2 separate regions of the Anser cygnoides genome follow, and region 1 is linked to region 2. A link is a contact called in public Hi-C data. All regions are on one chromosome and are shown on one strand. Each heading gives the region's core, a stretch centred on a gene start, on an enhancer-like site or on the middle of the called end of the contact. The rest is flanking DNA. Distances are from core to core; before and after follow the strand shown. Region 1 overlaps YWHAE (tyrosine 3-monooxygenase/tryptophan 5-monooxygenase activation protein epsilon). Region 2 holds the start of NCBP3 (nuclear cap binding subunit 3).

Evidence for each region. Hi-C and Micro-C count contacts between places; a contact is called where the count stands out from the background.
Region 1: a contact with region 2 is called in a Hi-C map of liver, with 4 times the contacts expected there. The contact joins the enhancer-like site here to the promoter of NCBP3 in region 2. A contact is called at or near these places in 4 of 7 Hi-C or Micro-C datasets (granulosa cells and liver).

What each region holds. Positions count from the first base shown.
Region 1 is chr18:7,271,908-7,278,229 of Taihu_goose_T2T_genome, reverse strand. YWHAE (tyrosine 3-monooxygenase/tryptophan 5-monooxygenase activation protein epsilon) reads right to left here. Exons shown (of 7, transcript XM_048068029.2): 3 at 5,910-6,016; 4 at 5,375-5,581; 5 at 4,452-4,588; 6 at 2,044-2,090; 7 at 1-529. The coding sequence ends at 2,083. Among named protein-coding and RNA genes, the nearest start is that of YWHAE, 18 kb to the right of the region's middle. Within about 2 kb of position 4,664, at least 1 of the 3 cell types and tissues checked has open chromatin away from gene starts, as enhancers often do. A contact at or near this core is called in liver, where this site is marked.
Region 2 is chr18:7,234,398-7,240,373 of Taihu_goose_T2T_genome, reverse strand. It overlaps NCBP3 (nuclear cap binding subunit 3), which reads left to right and starts at 3,359. Exons shown (of 19, transcript XM_066979898.1): 1 at 3,359-3,936; 2 at 4,550-4,674. CRK (CRK proto-oncogene, adaptor protein) reads right to left here and starts at 3,127. Exons shown (of 3, transcript XM_048068027.2): 1 at 2,799-3,127. The coding sequence starts at 3,042.

The DNA of each region.
Region 1 (6,322 bases), core at 3,415-5,914, 37 kb before region 2:
ATGCAACCTGTAACTTCAAGCTAAACATCCAATTAAGTTTAAACATTGGTATAAAATTCAGTTTAAACAGTTATAAAAAAGAAAAATGCCACCACATGCATGCTACCTTGTGATAACGAATCTCTCCCCTACAAGTCTAACAGCCTTCAGGTGTCAACATCCACTTCTAATGGCAGTATTACCACATCTGGCAGGAGACAATACAGTAATGCTGAAAGAGCCTTTACGCAGTCCTGTTAGTGTCTTAAAGAACCTAAAAGCTGGCACCAGTAAAATCCACAGAAATTCACTCTTGCCTTTAAGAACTTTTAAACTGTGTAAAAAAAATAAAAATAAAGAAACCCAACAGGGCAGGAACCTAAATTCTGAGACCCAATGTAAAAGTCAGATTTGGTGGTTCTCAGAGTGACACTGAGGGTTTTTGTGGGGAAGGGGAAGGGTGGTCAGAGATGGGTTCTCTTGTTGGCCTTTGTGTCTCACTGGTTTTCATCTTCCACATCCTGCAGCGCTTCTTTATTCTGTTCTTCACCTATGAAAGTGTTTAAAAGTAGAGAAGTTAGCTTCTGAAAACGAGACTGCAGAATGGCTTAACAAGCATCTAAGATTAATAGTTTCATGCAGTTACACACACACACTCACACGCTTGCATAAATGACACACACGCTCGTAACAGCCAGTTCTGGAGTGAAGCGTTTCCATGGAAATTAAGCCTTGTAATCAACTCATCACATTTCGTACGGAACAACTGTAGCACAGGCTATTAAAACATGGACTGTTGTAAGGACAAACAATAAACCATCGTTTCTGAAAACAGTCTGCATATGTCAGTCCTGTTGATCAAGAAGTGAACAGCCAAGACATATCGTCCAAATGGCTGCAGATCAACGTCTTTAAGTCACAACATACCTTCCCAGTAACCTCATTGCTACTCCACAGATCACTAAGGCCATCTACCCGCTAAGAAATTAAATATTTTTTCCTCTCCGAGTCCACCTAGTCTCAACAACCGCAACTGACTGCAGCCAACGTTACAGAGTTACATGGCATCTATTAAGTTACCAAGAGAAGCATGAATAAGCTTCCCTACTTCCCAGTCCAACGTAACAAGAAATCCCAGGCTTGTGGTTATTCAGAGAGTGACTTATGGGATACATGTCTCTTGAGAAACAGCCCGTTTGGACCTATTCAACCAGGCTGCACCATGCAATGAAATGAGGTCTGTCCACACAGCGAATTGTCACAGGTGTTCAGTTTTACTTTATAGTTGCCCCTGGGCGAGGTGCATGCAATGCCTCCTGCACAGGTCTTTGCCTGTTTCTACTACAACAGGGAGAAGTTTAACATACTCCAGCTGGTGCCATAACACATGCAAGATTAAGCTAATTGACAAGAAACTGAAAAAAATGTTTTCTTCAGAGTTATCTTTAGCCATGTGACATGGTACTATCTTAAGGGCAATAAACAAAAACTGTCCATTCAAAAAAATTCATTTGCAATAAATCCAGTCAAATGAGACCAATGACTTCAGCACAGAATCAGAATGCCTGCTCAGAGCATGTCCAGATTCAGAATTACCACCAGGTACAATGCAAGGTAGAGTTTTGAAGAAGTGGCCTAGGAACACAAGATATGTGACATTCAAAAACAAAATTTACATTTAGAATTATGAAACATGTAATTTAAAAGAAGAACGCAGAGGCCCTAACTGAGGAAGATTATTAGATCTGAGCATGCTCTAGCCAATGCACTTAAGCAAATACTCCTGTAACAGGCGACAGTAAGAGTACTTTTCATGCCCAAATAGTCTTAATATCCATCCAGGTATGCGCTCAATTCCCAAACACGTAAGTTACTTTGGATCTTGGTTATGCGTATGGGACCTGGGTAACAGGTCACAAATTGGCAGAACATCGCTTAGCCCTGGAATGGAGTCAAAGATACAAGCAATTTTATCAGCAGCAAAGTAGTGACAGAGGCAAGCATGATTAGTGATCAGAAGAAAACTGACGTTGAAAAGTTCATTGAGCCATGACGAGGACTTACAAAGTAGAGTTTTTAGGAAATGAACAGTTGGACTTTCCTTTAGGAATCTATACAGCAGGAAAGAAGGGGAAAATAGGAATCATATGAAGACGACATTACAAGCGTGAAGTAAACAGCTTGTCTATGACATGGTTAAAAGATACAGTACATGGGATGGAAAAGTGTAGCAGCTGAGTAATACTACCCAATTTCAGAGAGACATTCACCACAATCTACATAACTGAAATAAAGCATTAGGCAAGAGCTCAATGAAAAAGGAACTAGCCTCTTAAAAGCCTTCCCATCTCCTCAGGAGACTGGTAATAATGACCATCTTTGTGAATGCCACAATTAACTTTTACCTATCTTCAAAGGCTCTAACCCAGTTTGAAAATAGAGTTCTAGAAGCAACACTTTCCAACGCACTCAGTGAGCGTATTATGATGTTACAAGGAAAAGAAAATTCAGCTTTTCACCTGTGGCTGTACACATTACACAGACATTGTATTCTTTGGGAACCTGAAGACTGAAGAACTGCAGTAGTTCAGCAGCTCTGCAGTATGTTTAGTTTGTAGTCCTCATCCTGCTGGTGCCATGCATCAAAAACAGTACCTAAGATATTCTGAACTACTTCAGGAAGGACAAAAATAGTTATTCTCTAGACTACGGAGCTAATGAGGAAATAAGAAATTTGAATGTGGATTACTCAATAAGTAAGTTTTAAAAGCCTCTGTAAATAACCTCGCTAACTTCTGTGAAATGCGATGTTAGTCAGCTCACGTGTAAATCGAGGTAGCTTTTGGAAGACGTTCTAATTCTACTACCTTGCATTAGCAATCCAGCCTCATTGCTTCACTGAAATAACCACCTTGCTGTTTGTTCCCAAAGAACACCGCGATATTTGGCTCCATTAAAAAATTAAAAGGTCAGATTTTAATTGTGTGCACTGGGGATACATTTTTCCCCTAGCCACAGCACGGAAGGCATCTAATACCTGCAATGCTTAGAGACACTGCTCTACAGATCCACCTGGGCAATATATATATCTAAGGGTACAGAATCATATAATGTTGCACCTTTGAAAACAACACAGGGTCCCTTGCAAGAGACTGCACTAAGATGTCAGCTACCCTACAAGCCAAGACCCAGCATGTGTACAGTCTTCTGCCCCCCAGTTCTGTCTAAAGCCCAAAGAAATAGGGGTAAAATTTGAATTGCAGCATTAATACTCATGGTACATGTCTGCTGCCATTCCCAGAGCTTGAAGTGAACAATGCTTAAAAGAAACCATCAGCCCCCACTGACCAAGTGGCAGCAGGCAGTAAGAAGGTAATGAGATTCCACCATTGCTTTCAGACACTACGCCAGTAAAGTACTCCAAAGTAAAGCTACCTGACTACTGCCACACAACAAGTAACAACTTACACTAAAAAATTTACAGACTTATCTGAAGTCAAGTTGGAATATTGTTTTAGACCTCTGTTAATACTCTAATAAACAGGCCAGATTTTCTTCTCCTAAAATTTAAGTAAAGAAATCTAGCTTTTTTTTTACAGGTCTATCCAGAACCTAATTTTTGCAGAAGGAAACACAAGTTTAATCTTTCTACATAAAGAACATTTAATTCACTAATAAGCAAAACAAGGCAAACTCAAAATTTCTTTCACATAGAACATTAAATGTAAGTGGAAATAAAGTCCATTCAGAACATCAGAAATACTTATGTGAGTAACTATCAGATGTTAGTAAAGAGAAGCAATCAGTGCCCCACCCTCAGATACTGCCAGAGGATATATTTGCTCTTTGCTCTGGCAATAGCCCATTTCCAGAGTCACAACCTCGCATCTGCTGGGAGTAGTTAAACAAAAAGAGCTTTCCAAACATCAAGTAGCAAATTTAGACTTTTCTAAGCATTCACTCTTTTGTCCTGTAACAGAATTACAGAATCCCTGTTCATCTTCATACTCGATTCTTCATAAAAGATACAGGGATTGCCATGATGGCAGTAAACAATCTTGTACTGAAAAGCTAACAGAAACATTAAGTGACCTGAAAAGGGAACTAGATCATTTGCAATACTTCCTCCTGCACTGGAACTTGATATCTGGCTGAAATGACAACTGTAAGATGAACATGACAAGCCACAAAAGACAGATAATTAAGTGAAGTCACTGCTTTAAAATAATCACTGATGTTTAGAATGGTACTAATTACATCTCCTTTCTTCAAGTATGAAGCTGAAAAACTTCTCAGTAGAACTTGCTGTCACCCCATCAATACATCCCATGTTAAGGACAGAAGTTCAGAAAGGTCGATTATTAAGAATGACAGCAACGAAACACCAAATCAATCTAAAATCTACACATCTCTGCTTTGTTTTCTGAGTAGAGCTCAGGGGACAGCAGCACCTTCGAGTGGCGTTTACTTACCATCACCCTGCATGTCTGAAGTCCATAGTGTCAGATTATCACGTAACAACTGCATGATAAGTGTAGAGTCCTTATAGCTTTCTTCACTCAGCGTATCCAGTTCTGCAATAGCATCATCAAAAGCTGCTTTCGCCAACCTATAAGCACAAAGTCAGACTTAATACATATCGTGAAAGAATTCTGAAGTCAACACCTCAGAACACCTATTTTCATGTAGCCACCTAGACATGCATAGCCTCTTTTTAAAAAATATTATTTAAAAGTGTTCAGATGTTTGGATAAACATCTCCAGTCTTCAAAAAAAATCGACTACTTTGCATGACTAAGAACAGTAACTATTTACTCAAGAATTTGGGGTTTATTAAATGTTTCTACATCTCACAATAGAACTGATCAACATCTGCTAAAAGCTTTAAAAAGTTACATAACCTGCAGAGACAGAAATAGAGGGAAGTCTTTGCTTCATTCCTCACTTCTATGCTCATACAAGCTAAATACCGAAAGATCAGCATAATTACAAAAGCTCATCTATACCACTAATTCCTCTGACCATGACACCTCTTACCATGTGTAGGAGCCAGCACCAAGAGAGGCAAGCTAAATTACCTCACACTTTTTGCACAGTAATGGTGAGCATAGAGTTAACATGGCAAGTTGTCAAGCTGCCACTGGTTCATTGGTCCAAGGTTATTACTGCTTCTCGTACATAACCTACTCCCAGATAAACAAATTCATCTGGATTCAAAAGGATACAAAAGTTCAAAGCCTTTCCAATGGTGTAACCTCAAACAGCAGGAAAAAAGCCAGCACAGTGTTGTTTTTTTTTTTTTGTTGTTGCATTAAAGTCATTCTCTAACTAGCAACCACTTTTGGCTTGTTTGGTGTTCACGTAAGTTTCCCCCATCTCCCCAGTCACTACCTACCTGCAGGCACGATCAGGAGAATTAAGAATTTCATAGTAGAATACAGAGAAGTTGAGGGCAAGTCCTAAGCGGATAGGATGTGTTGGCGGGAGTTCTGTCATTGCAATATCACTAGCAGCCTTGTAAGCCACCAAGCTATTCTCTGCAGCCTCCTTCCTGTCATTTCCTGTGGCAAACTCAGCCAGATACCTATGGTAGTCCCCCTTCCTGAAAAACAAGGATAGAACAAACAATAAGTCATTAGTCCTTATTTCCACACCAGCCACTAAAGTGCTTAGTTCTACAAGTCATTTTGTACATTCACACACAAAAGGACTACTACTGCTGAATTACTGCCCAGGCAACAGGGCCTTAGCACCTAAGCACATTTTAAACCATCAAGCGGGAGAAGGTTTGATTTTTCTTTTGTTGCGTTAGTACAGGATATTATAGTATTGGCTGTTCTAGCCTGAAAAAACCCACCATGCATCACTACTTTACTCCCGTTATCTACTCCAGATACAACAAGAAGTTCACCTCCCAAGGCAACACTCACATTTTGTAATAGAAAACCTTGGACTCGCCAGTGTTAGCTGCTGGAATGAGGTGTTTGTCCAGTACATCCAGAATGTCACAACAGATTAACTTCAGTTCAGTCTCAACCTTAAAAAAAACACAAAGAGGCAGCAAGGTTAGCACAGAAGACTAAAGGCCTGTCTCAAAAATATTTAATATCAAACAGGTGGCATCATAAATACCCAAGGAGGGGGAAGACAAAAAACAGGACAGATTCAGCTGTCCACAGGTACATTAAGCAAAACAGTACTGGGTAGTTAGCTGGCAGACAGAAGATGCAAGGACTGATGTATGATGAAATGCGTAACTGAATAACGGAATTATAAATTCCCTGGGAAACATCTTGCTAGACAGTTGCATTATGTCTGTCTCAGCATATAACTGCTTACTGCA
Region 2 (5,976 bases), core at 2,110-4,609:
ATGCTTTCAGTAGGAAGCAAGTCTGTCTTTAGATAATTTAGGCATCTTCTTTTAATTCATATCATATGTTTTTACCCTGGACTTGTATGTCAAATTGCAAGCATACGATGTGTTTAAATATTTCCTCTATTGTCCATTACCATGCTAATGCCTGCACGTAGTACTTTGTCTAGTTTGGGATTTCTGTAGCCTATGATGCTTGATTACAAATGACACCCTAATTCCGATGCAATTGTTAATTTTCATCTCTACTGGAAACAGAGCATTTTTATTCCCATAATTCAATGATTTACCCTATTTCTTTTAATGGACTTAAAACATGTAAGTAAGATGTAGTTATTTTGGGAAGTTCTGTTGAATTCTTTCTTCCTTATTCTGAAACATTGCCTACAAGAAGTTAGGAACTACAGCACATCAGGCAAAAGGCAAAATTACCCAAAAGTTAGCTTTTTTTTTTTTTAAATACTTCAGAAGTGGAAGAAATCATCTAATTTTTGTGACAGTATGGCTTTTTATATTAGGAAAGCCAAAGATCCTCATCGCATTCATCCTGTACTGGAGCTAGGTTCCCAGTATAATCTGCACACAGCAGCGTTCCAGCAGTCATGAATCACACATGCTTACTGAAGCTAACAAGAAAATCACCTTAAAAAAGTAGACAGTACAGATAATTAACGCAGTGAAGTTGTTCTTCCTCATGTTTTAACTTGACCACAATAAATCACCACAATGGTTTGCAAACATTTACTTCATTTTACTGCATTACCTTCCCTATTCTAACATGAAATCACCTTCCATCTTTTACCAATGATTTCATCTCCCTTCCCCTGCTGAACATTCCCCTCCCCACTTTTTCTGAAAGAAACTTACACTTTAAATGTAATTTAATACATACGCACCCGCCTTCTTTCTTTCATTTAAGTGTGAAAAGAAAACAGCATCAGCACAAAGGCATTTATTTAAAACCACTAAAATTTCAGCATAGGATTATCTGTGATGCAGGAGTGAAGCACCACCTCCTCTCATAACATCCAGGGGAAAAAAAAAAAAAAAGCCCTACCAAAAATAAACTTTTAACACAGATTAAGCCTACCGTGCCAATAGCCTACGCAGCTAGTCTGCTAAAGCAGATAAATATTTAAAACAGAACATAACTACCTAAGGGGCATTAAGTGATTTGTAAAAAGAACACCAAAACCTCAAAATGTTTTAACACTCACAATGTAATCCAGCCCACAGAATGCCACAAAACATTACTGAGTTTAAGAGGGTAGCATAATGAAAAAGTTAGAACGGCTATTTACCAAGGTGGTATCACAGTAACATAGACTAGGCATTCAATAACATGAAAAACATTGTTTTTCCACAGATGAGCTGCTCTGTGGAAAACGACTGCCAAGCAAAGTAACTGGCACACATACTTCAGGGTTTTTCACTTCTAGGGATTCCACTACTAACCATCCTGGCAGTTTGTTCTGCTCTATGCAACATCAGTCATGCATTTCCCGCATCAAGCCTTCACAAACCTATGAAAATAAACCTTTGTCTTGACCGATACGAAACAAGGAGTAATCTAACAAGTCTTGTGGCAAACCACTTAACTTCCCACTTTACTTCCAGCTGAATTCGGCCACCTTTAAATTCTATCTCATGGACCTTTTTATGACTCGAGTACACTCTGCAGCTGTGGTATGTTCCTAGATAAACACGATGACTTCAGGCTTTCCCCAGTTTGCCAATTTTAAATGTTGCCCTAAGCAGGAGAGATCACTGCATAATGGTGCAAATCTACTGGCAACAGGTCTGTTTTTTTTTCAGATTACCCCTTCCTAGTCAACTAGGGTCTGTGCAAGAGACTGAAAAATCCTTTATGTAACAAATACCGTTGAATTCTCCAAACATAGAAAGTGACTGTACCTACATACAACCTTCAAAACTTTGCAGCGGTTTCTTTCTGAGCTGCCAGGAATACGCCCACATCATTTTACGAGCATTAACATGCACGCTTGAGTGGTTCTACTACTGATTTCAGTAATGACCCGAGTAAGGATATTGCTGCCTTTTAACTAAATCTTCTCACTTGCACATCTAAGGATTATGCATTGCTGAGGGCCCTTGTTAATTTAGTTATGCTTGTACTTTCAAAAACACTGCTTCCCACGATAATAGTTTTCCTTTTTACAGTCAGTATTTTCTACTCTATGAGCATTAATTTGGATGCTTTATTGATTATTGGTGATGTTAAGTCAATGAGAAATAATATCATATCTTCCCTTTCAACACACTGTGTGCGTGGGAGCACCCAAAACTTCACATCTAATTTAAAGGAATAATTGCTTTTACATTCCAGACGAGTTCCTAACACTTAAATTACCCCCCTGATGCTTTGGTTTGTGACCTGAAGTTTAGCCTTACAGCCTGTCCTCTAACACAAAACCATTTCGGCAGAATTCAGCCGTTCAGATAACACTCCTAGACCTCCATCTCCAAGCTGAGGTGACATGCCCCGTGTAGTAATTAAGTTTTATGAAAACAAAACTACGCGCGGAGCACCACGGCTCCGGGTTCAGGAGAACCAACGCTCAACCCAGCGCACGTTTAACTCCTAAAACCGACTCCCTCAGCGGCTGCTGCCCACAAACACCTGGCTCGGCACCCCCAGCAGCACCACACGACCGAATTCCTCACAGAAAGCCCCAGACGCGGCCCGGGAGGAGGCACCGAGCGGGACCCGGCCTCTCCGGCCGCCCTCCCGGGGGCTGAGGGTGCACGGCCGGCCCTGTGAGGGGATCACTCACCCGGGGCCCCGGGGCCCTCGCCGCCGGCCCGCCGGCCTCCCGCCGGCCCCAGGCTGTTGACGATGTAGTGCGAGACGCGGGAGCTCTCGGAAACCGACAGCACGAAGTCCCCCGGGATGGTGCCGGAGTCGCGCACCAGGAAGGTGCCGTGGCGCTGCCCCTGAAGCAACGACACCGCCTCGGCCCGGCTCAGCCGCCCCCAGTACCAGCTCGCCCGGTCCTCGGCGTCGAACTGCCCGGCCATGGGGGCCGCCCTCGCTGCTGCCGCCGCGCCCCCCCCCCCCCGGCCCGGCCCGGCCCCGCCGTGCCCCCTCTCCGCGCCCAGCCCCGCCACCCAAAATGGCGGCCCCGGCCCTGACCTCACCTACCGGACGTGACGGCGCGCGGGGGGACGCGGGGAAGGAGGCGCGTCATCTGCACGCGCGGCCGGGGGGGGAGAAGGGGAGAGGGAGGGGGGAGTTGGGGTGGTGCGGGTGTGTGAGGGGCTGAGAGGGGCTGAGGGGGGCTGAGAGGGGCTGAGGGGGGCTGAGGAGGGCTGAGAGGGGCTGAGGAGGGCTGAGAGGGGCTGAGGAGGGCTGAGAGGGGCTGAGGAGGGCTGAGAGGGGCTGAGGAGGGCTGAGAGGGGCTGAGGAGGGCTGAGAGGGGCTGAGGAGGGCTGAGAGGGGCTGAGGAGGGCTGAGAGGGGCTGAGGAGGGCTGAGAGGGGCTGAGGAGAACAGGGGGCTTAAGCTGAGGGGGGCTGACAGGAGCTGAGGAGGGTTGAAGGGAGTGGGTGCTTGGGGGGCTGAGGAGACCTTGAGGTGGGGCTGAGGAGACCTTGAGGGGGGCAGGCACCCGAGGAGCTGAGGGGAGCTGGAAGTGTTGACAGGAGCACTGAGGGGAGCAGGGGGCTGAGGGGAACAGAGGGCAGCGGACTTGTCTCTGCAGCTGGTGCATCCCGTTAGGAGGCAGGAGGAAGGCAGGGTAACCCCCTGAGTGTCCCAATCCCCTCTTGGCTTCCCAGCTTCTGTGGCTGGCTGAGATCACTTGTGTGAAGCCAGGCTTGTCCGCGCCCGTGGCAGGCGCTAGGGATACAGCTCGCTGTCTTCTTCCCTTCAGAGCTGCACCAGCAGTTCCTGTCCTCGTCTTCCCTGCCAGCTGTATGTTCCCACCCCACGGTTGTGCCAGCACAGCTGTTTTCATGGGGCTGAATCGAGCCAATGAGCTGTTCTAGGTTAAAAATAGCTCTGCAAAAGAAAAAGCGTATTTTTACCCAGAAGAGTTCACTGACCGTGTTACCGCAGGGGCCTGCAAACAGAGAATTGCTTAACTTCCACTGGTGCCACAGAGGAATGTGGATGTGTGCACGTGGACAACTAAGAATGATGTCTATAAGGATGGAGCAATATTTAACCATTTTAGATTGTTCTCCAGGCTATCCAAGTTCCAGAGTAAAGTCTTTAGAGTCTGGATAAATGTGTATTGAATTCTGTTCCAGCTCTGCTCAATTCTGAGAGCTTTTTCCAGAAAGGAATGTGTTTTTTCATCTGTGTGGCCTCCATGTGGCAGCACTTGCATAAACATAACGTTAGAGCATAGCTGTCCTTAACTGTGAGGGTGCTGTGTTCCTGCCTGGCTGACAGCATCTTTGCTTCCTTGTAGGATGCTTTGAAGCCGCGTATCTCTCATGAACAGGACTTTGGTATCCTGTCAGTTAACTAGGCTTGTATCAACCTCGACAATATCCCAATGAGAAAATATTCTGTCTTACAGGTGGGAGGCTGCAGTTCACCAAATACATAGGAAAACACCAGGTGCTTGACTTCTGCTTATCTGATGGTTTAACAAATGAACATCCTTCCTCTGCTGATCCCGTTCTCTCTCCAGATGGACTGTAGGTAGGAGCCAGTCATAATCTATTTAGAACCTAGTCCTAGTTTCCCTGGTGACATGTGGAGTTTGTTAGCCAGTTGCAGAAATAGCACACTTCCGTGCTCAGTTTTTTTCTCAGATTTGAAAAGCTGCAGATTCTTGTTGAGGGCCCAGGCTGCTAGGAGAGTTAAATCACAGCAGCAAGAAAGCACGTCCATTCTGGTTAGTGGTTCAAACAGACTTCAAACAAAACAAAACTTTCTTACAATGGTAAAATTCACTGTTTTTCTGACTTCTGCTAGACACTGTAAAAAAAAGTCCCCTGTTGACTGAGGGCCTGCAGACTTTTATTTTCTTGTCTTGCAAGTCCCCATCTTTGTACCCCATCTCCCCATGTTTTCAGCTGAACCACAAAACTACAGGAGTTGGTGGAGGGTTTCATCAGATTTTCTGCTGCAAGCAGTTCGGAATCTTATTGCAAGAGTTCCCTCTGGTGGTCAGTGATGGGGAAATGCATAATATTTCCCTCCTGAAAGAAGCTCCTTTTGCTACTTTTATGTTGAAATAATTTCTTGTTCAATCACTCACTATCCTTCATTATTTTTAACAGCCTTTCCTTACTTAGGGCTTCTCCAGATAACAACCTTTTCCAAATTCATTTTTCTTTCCATAATTAACACTTATATTCCACTCCATTAACACGCCCTTCCACTCATCAGTAGGTTACTACCATTGACCCATCCCTTCTGCACAGAGGCTACAATAAAGGTGGAGCCCTTCTGCACCAACGTGCATTTCTACACGGGCCCTTTCACAAGCAGAAGATTGCAGTCTGAGCTGAGAGGCCAGACAGATCTTGGCCCTAGACTCGGAAGAATCCATGGTTAATAACAAGATTCTGAAAGAAGCTGTAAAATATCAAGAGAATATTCCACTCACCTACCTGGCAGTAAAAGCCCCAGTCCTGGTTTTCCTCTCCTGATTTGATTGTTCCTACCAGTCAGGCTAGGGATGATTTTCTCCTAAGGAGCAATAGAACTTTGGCAACTGATCTAAAGCCACAGTTTATCAGTAGAAAGTTTCTTGCTGAGTTCAATGAGCAAGTCTCGAAATCGTGCCAAGCAGAGGGGGTTGTAGTACGGCTGTGTAGCAATGGTCTGTCCTGGGCAATATTCACGGATGTTGAAATAAGGAAATGTCTGGGTTAATTAAAGGCTTCACCTGCACTCTAATAGCAGCAGTGCAAGGCAACCTGTTGTTACAGAATCTTGCCCCATCTATTACTTTGAAGGGTTAGTTTTGTAAATCTGGGCTAGATCACACATCAG